3 separate regions of the Mus musculus genome follow, and regions 1 and 3 are each linked to region 2. Evidence: chromatin contacts called from public HiChIP or PLAC-seq data. All regions are on one chromosome and are shown on one strand. The core of a region is the stretch at or near the end of the contact, and the rest is flanking DNA. Distances in the headings are between cores, read along the strand shown. Region 1 overlaps Cbfa2t3 (CBFA2/RUNX1 translocation partner 3). Region 2 overlaps Fanca (Fanconi anemia, complementation group A). Region 3 overlaps Galns (galactosamine (N-acetyl)-6-sulfate sulfatase).

Evidence for each region. HiChIP or PLAC-seq counts read pairs in DNA pulled down with a chosen protein or histone mark.
Region 1: an HNF4G HiChIP or PLAC-seq map of pancreatic cancer cells shows a contact between it and region 2. The contact joins two enhancer-like sites. A contact is called at or near these places in 5 of 39 promoter capture datasets (HPC-7-derived erythroid cells, cranial neural crest, hippocampal neurons and 2 more), 1 of 484 Hi-C or Micro-C datasets (CD8 T cells), 1 of 115 datasets of contacts at active chromatin or transcription factors (pancreatic cancer cells) and 2 of 9 other capture datasets (embryonic stem cells and pancreatic islet).
Region 3: a contact with region 2 is called in an HNF4G HiChIP or PLAC-seq map of pancreatic cancer cells. The contact joins two enhancer-like sites. A contact is called at or near these places in 4 of 39 promoter capture datasets (the C10 cell line, the HPC-7 cell line, cranial neural crest and 1 more), 1 of 115 datasets of contacts at active chromatin or transcription factors (pancreatic cancer cells) and 2 of 9 other capture datasets (adipose tissue and embryonic stem cells).

The regions. Positions count from the first base shown.
Region 1 is chr8:122,634,460-122,637,587 of GRCm38.p6, reverse strand. Cbfa2t3 (CBFA2/RUNX1 translocation partner 3) reads left to right here. Exons shown (of 12, transcript NM_001109873.1): 8 at 1,749-1,834; 9 at 2,441-2,639. Among named protein-coding and RNA genes, the nearest start is that of Pabpn1l, 13 kb to the right of the region's middle. Within about 2 kb of position 1,602, at least 64 of the 459 cell types and tissues checked have an H3K27ac peak or open chromatin away from gene starts, as enhancers often do. A contact at or near this core is called in pancreatic cancer cells, where this site is marked.
Region 2 is chr8:123,276,940-123,280,005 of GRCm38.p6, reverse strand. It overlaps Fanca (Fanconi anemia, complementation group A), which reads left to right. Exons shown (of 43, transcript NM_016925.3): 31 at 1,662-1,746. Among named protein-coding and RNA genes, the nearest start is that of Vps9d1, 24 kb to the right of the region's middle. Within about 2 kb of position 1,370, at least 19 of the 459 cell types and tissues checked have an H3K27ac peak or open chromatin away from gene starts, as enhancers often do. A contact at or near this core is called in pancreatic cancer cells, where this site is marked.
Region 3 is chr8:122,584,096-122,587,395 of GRCm38.p6, reverse strand. Galns (galactosamine (N-acetyl)-6-sulfate sulfatase) reads left to right here. Exons shown (of 14, transcript NM_016722.4): 12 at 2,363-2,484. It also overlaps the pseudogene Gm34962. Among named protein-coding and RNA genes, the nearest start is that of Aprt, 8.8 kb to the right of the region's middle. Within about 2 kb of position 1,620, at least 95 of the 459 cell types and tissues checked have an H3K27ac peak or open chromatin away from gene starts, as enhancers often do. A contact at or near this core is called in pancreatic cancer cells, where this site is marked.

The DNA.
Region 1 (3,128 bases), core at 353-2,852, 640 kb after region 2:
TTTTCCTCGAATTCAGAAGTGACCCTCAAGTGGGCCATGTGACCTCCCTGTGCCTCAGTTTCTTTCTTTGTCAGAACAGAGATTATGTGAGGATAGGTTATTGATAGAGCACCTGACACACACTCTACCCCAAGGCCCAGCCACCGATGACAAGGACAGCAGCTGACACAGAACACATGCCACTCATCTTGCACGCTGTCATTTCCCAGTCTGTACCCACACCTCAAAGGAAACCGAAGTCCAAGGAGTATGAGTGGGGCAGCCATGGGTGGGCACAGCGACACTCTGCGGAAACCCAGAGATGGCCGTCCCTGCCACACCCTGGTGTGTTGGAACGTAATGTTAGAAATGACCATCCAGGGTCACTCAGAATGCCAATAGGGTCCCAGAGCAGGGTCAACAGAGGCCTTTCCCTGCCCCCACACCATGGAAGCTTCCAGGGCTTGGTCCTAGGCAGCAGGTGACAGTGTCTGGCTCACCACAGCCGGGTCAGGCAGGTGCTAATTCCCACCCGCTTCTGCTAATGCAAAAATAAACGCCAGCTGTCGCACAGATCTCAGCCTCTATTTTAGTTTGGGCGTTGGCACAGGCCCCTCGTGGGCAGCCAGAGAGGGTGCTGGATGACGGCTGTGGCCACTCCCCGCCCTTCTGCAACTCAGGGAGGCATTTCAGGTTAGGGTAGCAGGAGGTCCTAAGGCGCTGATGGCTGCTTAAAAGAGAGGTTTTGCCTCCCCCCACCCCCCAGGAAGTCTGGATTGCTGCCAGGTCACCTGCACAGCCTCAGTTAGGACACTGGGAGCATTTGACATTGCAGGGAAACCAAGACAGGGCCATCATGTTCCTCACGCCCCAGCCAGTGGCACCCCACACCCCGCCACACCCCATTTGGTCATTCCCGATCCAGATTCAGACTCCTTACACCCAACACCGCCTCTCCACTTTCTGCCTGGTAACTGTGGGCACACCCCTCAAGTTTATCAGGTCAGCTTGGGGCTTTTCTTTCTAACTACTTATGATGCAAGAACTAGGCAGGGTTGGGAAACTGAGGCAGGGAGTGGCAACATAAGGGCCCCAGGATCCCACGGAGAATGAACCATCCTGGATTACTGCTTTGATCCTGCTGCAGGTAGATCTGATCCCAAGATTGAACTGGGGGGGGGGGGTAAACACCCAGGTCAGAGTTCAGCCTGGGACACAGAGGTAAACACAACACGCCATTTTTCTTCATGGAGCTGACAGTCTGGGAGCAGGGATAGTAGAGTAAACAGGGAGATCTTGTACCTAGAGACCAGACACACACACACACACACACACACACACACACACACACACACACACACACACACACACGGCCTGAGGAATTCCAAAGACTACAGCTGTGGAGGGGCCCCTCGGGCCTGGACTTTGAGGAATGCATAGGAGTGCAGTTATCTGAAAGGAAGTCATAAACACACCTAAGTTAAGCAGCTGCCCAGAGGCCTGGAGGTTTCTGGACCGTGATAAGAGAAACCTTTAAAGTGAGTTCATCTAGAGCTGCCTATCAGAAATGGGCGAAGCGAGAAGAGCTGGGTTAGCAGGTTACCGGGAGGCAGTGAGTCATGAGGCACAACAGAGGTGGCCTGGTTTAGATTCCCGACGCCCCTGGTGTAGGAAGTAGGAGGCACCTGGGAGTAGGGGCAGGGCCTGAGATCCAAGTCAGGGCTTAGTCATCCGCATGGGGGCCTAACTGTGTGTGGCCTTTTCTACAGCCATACCTGGGTCTCGACAAGAAGAAGTGATTGATCACAGGCTCACAGAACGCGAGTGGGCAGAAGAATGGAAGCACCTCAACAGTGTGAGTGCCCAGGTGGGGCTGCCACGCCCGTGTGACTCCCTGAACATCTGCACAAGGCTGGGGTGGGGAGATCCACGCTGAGATTGCGCTCCTCTGGGTTGGTTCAGCATCTCCTGGTAGGACCCACCGGCATGCCCACTGGCTGCCCGCCCTTTTATGTGAGGGTCATTATCCACTGTTGGCCTGTCAGGATGCTGCCAAAGAGCCATGCACACTGGCTCTTCCTCCTCTACCATCTCCTGCTCAGACACTTGCAGAGTCAAGCCCCAGTGATGTAGGACATCTTTGTGCCTGAGCCCCTGGTCAGGCCAGGTGGACCTCCACTCCCCTGGCCCTCATGCACCTTTCTTGGCAATGAGAGTTTTGAAGGAAACAGCCCAAGCCCCTTCCACCCCTACCATGCATCCAAAGAAGATTCCATTCAAGTTGGGTGCCCACAGGCACTGGGAGTCATTTCACTGTTTGTGGGGAGCCAAGGTATAGATTTCTGTGCCCCGCCTTCAGGGACGTTGAGCTGGCTCCCTGACCACCCCCTCCATATTGGATGGCCACATCTGGCCACAGCCCCGGTTCCAACGTCCTGAAGGCCCTGCCACCCGCCCGCAGCTTCTGAACTGCATCATGGACATGGTGGAGAAGACCCGGCGATCCCTCACCGTCCTGCGCCGGTGTCAGGAGGCCGACCGTGAGGAACTCAACCACTGGATCCGGTGCTACAGTGACTCTGAGGAGGGGAAGAAGGGCCCTACCCCCATCTCTGCCCGGTCCCTCAACAGCTGCAGTGGCCCTGAGGGGTCTCAGCTAGGTGTGTACCAAGCAAGAACATGGAGGACCTGTAGCGAGAGGTTGCTAGCCCTATACAGTCTCTGTAGGATGCCACTAATTCTCCAGAAAGCTAGCCAACACTCGGTCCTTACTTAAACAGGAAGCCTCACTTGGAAAGGGGGGCCTTTCCCATGGCATAAAGATGTGCCTGGCCTGCTAGGGAGCCTGGACCTTCCAGATTCTGGTAGGTACAGGCCAGGCTTAGGAGGAGGCACCCGAGGGCTTCTATTTACCCATCCACCACAGCGGTGCCTACGGAGATGGGGGTGAGGTGGTCCGGGACATGCCCAGATCCCAGCGTGAATCCATGTTCACTGTCTATAAGAGTATGCCACTCAAATCCCTCCATTCTCCTGGTAGCATGTGAAGCCCTCTTTCCCAAGAGGAAAGATACTTCTTGCCTTCAAACCCTGGCCAGAGAGGAAGGGAATCCAGTGTGGAGGAAGGCAACTGATGACCCCACCTTGTG
Region 2 (3,066 bases), core at 121-2,620:
TAGTAAGACAGCCTGCCTTGTTACGCAAAGCCCTGCTCCTCCATCTCATGGTGAGGAGAAGCCTGCTGCTCTCTCTGTAGCTTCTTCTTTGTCTTTCTCTCTGCATTCTGCATACTGTTCTCTTCCTCTTCCTTCCAATTCTGTCCTCTCCTTTTGCCACCTAATGACATTTCTAGGGTTTTTTTGTACCTTTTTAGGAGAATAGATCACATGGTAATTTACCACAAGTTTAAACAAATTCAAATCATAAATTGCATAAGATGTTTACAACAGAGATGTTTGTATGTGTTTCCATTGAAGCCAGTTATCTAACTGGACATTCATTTTCTCTCACTAGCTCCACAGGTTCATTGAAAATTAGTGTAAGTTAACGGTGAGGTTTTATATCAGAGAGTTCTAGTTGTAGCCCTAACTATAAAAGGCTTAATAATTACTAGTTTAATTTTAGGAATTCTTATAGAATCATCACTAGGAATTAATAAATCACCTATTTGTTTGTATAGCATCACTATAAAACAGTCCATCTTCGCTGGTCTGCATAAAATCTGCCCAGCAGGGTGGGCTAATGCAGAAGGATTATTATATTAATAAGGACAGGAAAGGCATATCAGCTGCAGGAATCAAACCCTGAGATTTGTCCCTCAGGTCTTGCATACAGGGCCATAGTTCACAATCCATGATGAATCCGTCTCAGGAAGACCGCCTGCTAGCCATAGCCTTTCCGAGATGGCTCCCGACACTAAACAGTATACATCATCTTTATAATCATCTTTATCATCCCATGTCCATCAGTAGGCATTTGGTTACTTCTGCTGTTTTATTTTTATTTTGTCTAAAGACATAGTCTCACTGTGTAGCTTTGTCTAGCCTAGAACTTGATATGTCGATTAGGCTGACCTTGAACTCCCAGAAATCCTCCTGCCTGCACATCTTCTTTTCAGTGTGACTGTAAATAGAAGGACTGGCTTTTTTAAAAATTATTCATGGATAACGTATAGAAATACAGCTGAGGTTTGTTTATTGACGTAGCAAACTCAGTTCCTTTCTGCAGCTTCTTTCTGAGTGAGTTGCTCAGGCTTTATTGCCTGTGAAGTCATGTCCCTCGTTGGTGACACCCTGCAGCTTTGTGCCATTGTCAAGGGTATGATTAGTTAGCAGATGGTAAACCTCGGACGAGAAAGCACACTTGGTTGTGGTAAATTTTTCTTCCCTTAAAAACAAAGGTAGGTGTGTGTGTGTGTGTGTGTGTGTGTGTGTGTGTGTGTGTGTGTGTGTGTCTATGCTCAAACACAAATGCAGAAGCCAGGAGAGGGTGTCGGTCGGCCACTTGGAGTGGACACACATTCTTAACCACTGAGCTGTCCCTCAGACACTCCCCTTTCTTTAGATAAGCTTTTGCAGTTTAGCCATGGCTGGCCTGGAACTTGCTGTGTTGGCCAAGTTGGCATCAAACTTGCAGTCATCCTCCTGTCTCTGCCTCTTGAGTGCAGAAGGTGCATGCATGTGTCCTGCCATTCTTTCCTTTGTTGGTAGTCGGTAGTTTCGTGCTGTCAGTTACCCGCAGACGCTCCGCTGTGGAGATGGGGGGAGGGAGGGGCACCACAGCCAGCTCTGCTGACGGCACCGCAGCAGCACTGAGCAGGCTCCTGTTTCCTTCTCAGTTCGAGGAGTTACAATCACTCAGAGGACTCAGACCTGGTTCTTGGTGGCCGCACAGGAAACAAGGATATTCTTTCCAGGCTACAGGTGAGTGAGAGGACAGAGCTCCATGTGTTTGCTGCAGCAAACCTGCCCTCTGCTAAGGTATTTATGACGTTTGCATAACGGTGCCCGACTCAGCAGAACTGGGTGAGAGCCTGCATTGTCCACACCGTGGCAGAGGCCTAGAGCAACCGCATCCTTTGAGTTTACCCCACAGGTGAGCATCACAAGGCCCAGACACTGTGGCTGTGATGCCAAAGCTGTCTCCCAGCTTTGCGACATCCGAACTGACAGCAAAAGGGCTGTGCAGTCTTCTGCTTCTTCTGCTTCCTCCACTGCAGGCTCTGAGAAGTGACCTCAACAAGGTAGCCTCCGTAGAGGAAAGCTGGGCTGCAGGCTCTGAGAAGTGACCTCAACAAGGTAGCCTCCGTAGAGGAAAGCTGGGCTGCAGGCTCTGAGAAGTGACCTCAACAAGGTAGCCTCCGTAGAGGAAAGCTGGGCTGCAGGCTCTGAGAAGTGACCTCAACAAGGTAGCCTCCGTAGAGGAAAGCTGGGCTGCAGGCTCTGAGAAGTGACCTCAACAAGGTAGCCTCCGTAGAGGAAAGCTGGGCTGCAGGCTCTGAGAAGTGACCTCAACAAGGTAGCCTCCGTAGAGGAAAGCTGGGCTGCAGGCTCTGAGAAGTGACCTCAACAAGGTAGCCTCCGTAGAGGAAAGCTGGGCTGCAGGCTCTGAGAAGTGACCTCAACAAGGTAGCCTCCGTAGAGGAAAGCTGGGCTGCAGGCTCTGAGAAGTGACCTCAACAAGGTAGCCTCCGTAGAGGAAAGCTGGGCTGCAGGCTCTGAGAAGTGACCTCAACAAGGTAGCCTCCGTAGAGGAAAGCTGGGCTGCAGGCTCTGAGAAGTGACCTTAACAAGGTAGCCTACGTAGAGGAAAGAGCACATGGAGCCCTCAGGCCCCTGGGGAACCCAGAATGAGCGGGAAAATGCAGCGGAGCCGTGCTGAGGTTCCAGTGTGTCTCTAAGGAGCCTGATTCCAAACCTCCATCCGTGCCTGATGCCCTTGGGAGGAGCAGGCATGCCAGTCCTCCGATGCTGTGGCACAGTAACTGAGAACTGAGCTAAAGGAGCAAAGGCCACTTGTCCTCATGGCTGTGGTCCTGCGGTTGAGTCGAGGGAGGGTGTGACACGTATAGCAGCCAAGAAACAGGGAAGGAGCGACTGTGGACAAGGTAGATTCTCCAGAGCCCGTCCCTAGTGAGGATTCTCTAGCCAGCCCGACCTCTTACGTGTTCTCCCCGTTCCCGGTAGTCCATTCAGGGAGGTCCCCAGCCCCGGATGTGGTCAGGGCCTCACAAGCCTCTCATC
Region 3 (3,300 bases), core at 371-2,870, 690 kb after region 2:
GATCTGACTAGCCTGGTAGCCTGGTCTCCACTGCCCACACCCGTACTCGGAATCCATCTCTGTGTGTCCATCTTGAGCACTTCCCCTCTTCCCTTTCTAGCCCTGCCCTCTGTAGCTGAGGGCCTAGGGTCCTGTGCGCTGTGAACTAGGCTGGCCACTGCCCTCACCACACACACGCCCACCATCAAGCCTGCTTCTGTCTCTAGGAGGGAGTCTGTTCTCCCATTCATTTTTAATTGGTGGCAGTGTTGTTGGAGGGCAAGCAACGTCTGAGCCAGAATGTTGTCCAGGGTTCCACACCACGTGGCCCGTGCTGAAGGGGGTCTCTGCAGCATCCACGGAGTGAGGAGGGCTGATACTGTTAAGAAGTTGGAAAACACCTGAGATCGCCTGAACTACTCAGTTGTTATTAGCCGAACTTTGTCCTGTAAACTGCCGCTGTCCTCAGTTCTCACGGTCTGACTCAGGGTTGAGGCCCAGGTAAAGGGTGGTTGTTACAGACAAAAGGCTACAATCTGCCTCTGCTAGTGTTCGTGAGCTTCTGGTGTGAGAGAACTCCCAGGTCTTGGGCCTTCACTCCTGGATTCCTGGGGTTGTCTTTTTTTTTTTTTTTTTTTTTTTTTTTTTTGGTTTTTCGAGACAGGGCTTCTCTGTGTAGCCCTGGCTTTCCTGGAACTCACTTTGTAGACCAGGCTGGCCTTGAACTCAGAAATCTGCCTGCCTCTGCCTCCCGAGTGCCACCACACCGGGCTCCTGGGGTTGTCTTAACAAGCCTCAGGTTCTAGCTTCAGACCTAAGATGGAGGTCTCAGCTGCTACACCTGAACTTTGATCTCCCAGGAGAGTGAGCCAACCCGAGTGTCCTGTCCCTTACCACCTCTCCAAAATCAGGAGATTTCTAGCAGTCTGCCTGTCCCCATCCCGCTGTGCATCCAGAGCCAGGCCAGAGGCCTGCTCTGCGGGGAGGATGAAGTGTTACAGCAGGCTGACTTCCCGGAGGTGCCCTGAGGGCGAGCAAGGCACTCACACAACTGCAGCTGTAAGAGAAACCCTAGACCAATTAGCGGGATCTTAATTAAATAGCTTATTTGATTTGCATCCAAATTATAATTTATGAGTTCCATCTAGACCTCTCCATTAACTGTTTGGTATTTTCATGCTAATGGTTGTGGTTTCCTGCTGTGTGCTGCACAGTTTGTCCCCTGGCAGGACGCTCCAGGAGGCCTAGATTCGGGACCCACTTTGACTGTAATATAGCCCACCCTTCCAGTCCCCAACTTGTATCTCTGCAGCTCCTCACAAATGGAACTTCATAGGCTATGGCCTCCCTGCTTTATAGACTGTAAACTGCTGCACCAACCAGCTGTCCATCCCAGAAGTGTTACACAAGGTGCTGCAGACATTTCCTTAGTGAACGGCGCTGCGTGTCAAATGTATACAGACCCTACAGGAAGGTCTCCCACTGCTGAGTTGGCTGACACTAGGGCAACTGAGTCACAGCTCCTGTCTGAGACTGTTGGAGGCGTGGTTAGGGGCATTCTCCATTCCTACATCAGTCCACCCCAAGGAGTACGCAGCGAAATCTCATAGGGGAGGTCCAGGGCAAAGGGCAAGCTTGTACACACAAACGGCTGTAATGGAATCAGACTGCACCCAGGAAAGGTAGCCGCAGCAGCCAAACTATCTGAGAGGAAGCTGCAGGGACTGACTCCGTACAGCCTGAGTATGTGTTCCGCCTTCCCTCTGTACCTCTGAAGGCAGTGGTCATGATTCCACAGCCTGTGCCCTTCCCTCGAGCCTGGTCACGGCTGTTTTGTCCCTTACTTCAGCTCACGTGTTCAGCTCTGGGTCTGCGTTCTCTCAGCTTTCAAGCCAAAGGTCCCTCTTCCTGTGTCTGGTCTAGTGACTCACCCTGACTCGTCATCTTCTGAGAGGCCACTGTTCTCCTGGCCGCACACTGAAAAGGCTTTATGGCGCTCTGAGGAGCACTCCTCAAAATCAAAGCGTTAGCCGGTCCAGACGGCTTCATCTGTTTTGAGGCAGGGTCTCCTGTAGCCCAGGCTGACTTCAAACTCAAGATATTCCTACTTCTATCTCCTGAGTGCTGAGATTACAGCCTAGCTGCCCAGACTATTATGGAAAAAACTTGGGGAGCCGCCCAGAGACAGATGCTAAGCAGTTCCTCCTGAAGCTTTCCCCCATCCAGGAGGTGACCAGATCCAACCGCTCTCACGTTCACTCCCCAGGGAACACCGCAGTACCAGGCGCGAGGGATGTGTGAGCAGCTGGACTAGTAGGGCATCTCTGCTGCATGGGCTTCTGGGTCCTGGATGCCCACTTGTTCTCTGTGCCTCTCATTGCAGGGCACTGACTTCTGCCCCGGGCAGAACGTCTCAGGAGTTACAACCCACACCCAGGAAGAACACACGGAGCTACCCCTGATCTTCCACCTGGGACGGGACCCAGGGGAGAGATTCCCACTCAGGTGAGGCAGGGGCAGGGTCTCCATGCCGCAGAGGAGACACTGGCCAGACAGGCCAAAGGTGAGAACCACGTCTGGGTGCTCTGCCTTCCGTGGAGTTACCCCTCTGGTCTCACAGGAAATGGATGCCTTTGTGTGGAGATGAAGAACACAGACATGGGACCCTGGGCGCCCAACCAAGGAGGATGTAGAGCCTACTAACTCCCAGAGACCTCTATCTTCACCTCAGGCCATGGCTGCCATGCTCTCTGGGAGCTCCCCTCCTGCTTTCTCTTCCTGGTTGCCTCTCATCCCTCCCCATTCTGGGTTGAGTTCATTGACAACCCCAGCAATGGATCCTATACTCTAAGCTACCTTCAGGGATGGCCAAGGGCAGGGGTAAGCAAGTCAGCCATAGGAGACATCCATCCACACCAACTAGCCCTGGGACTGACAGGAGGGAAAGGCTGAGGGCGAGGAGATCCAAGGACTCCATCCCAGATTCTGGAGTACAGTGCTTCAGACCATGGACCCTGGAGCTGAGGGTACCTAGTGGCCTCCACTGGGCAGGAGTCTTTGAGCTCAAAAGTCACTATACCTGGCTAACCTCAACGACAAACAATGGTGGGTTAAACGGTCACTGCAGGGTTCTATCCCTGAAGGGTTCAAGAGCACCCCTCCTAGCTTTCCCTATTCGCAGTGATACTCAAAAGTCACCGCAATCTGTGACTGGCGTCACATCTATCAAAGTGTCCCCATCTCCTAACTGTCCTCAGCTGTCCCCATCTCCTAACTGTCCTCAGCTGACTCGAGCCCAATACACTCTGGCTCTCCCCGGGA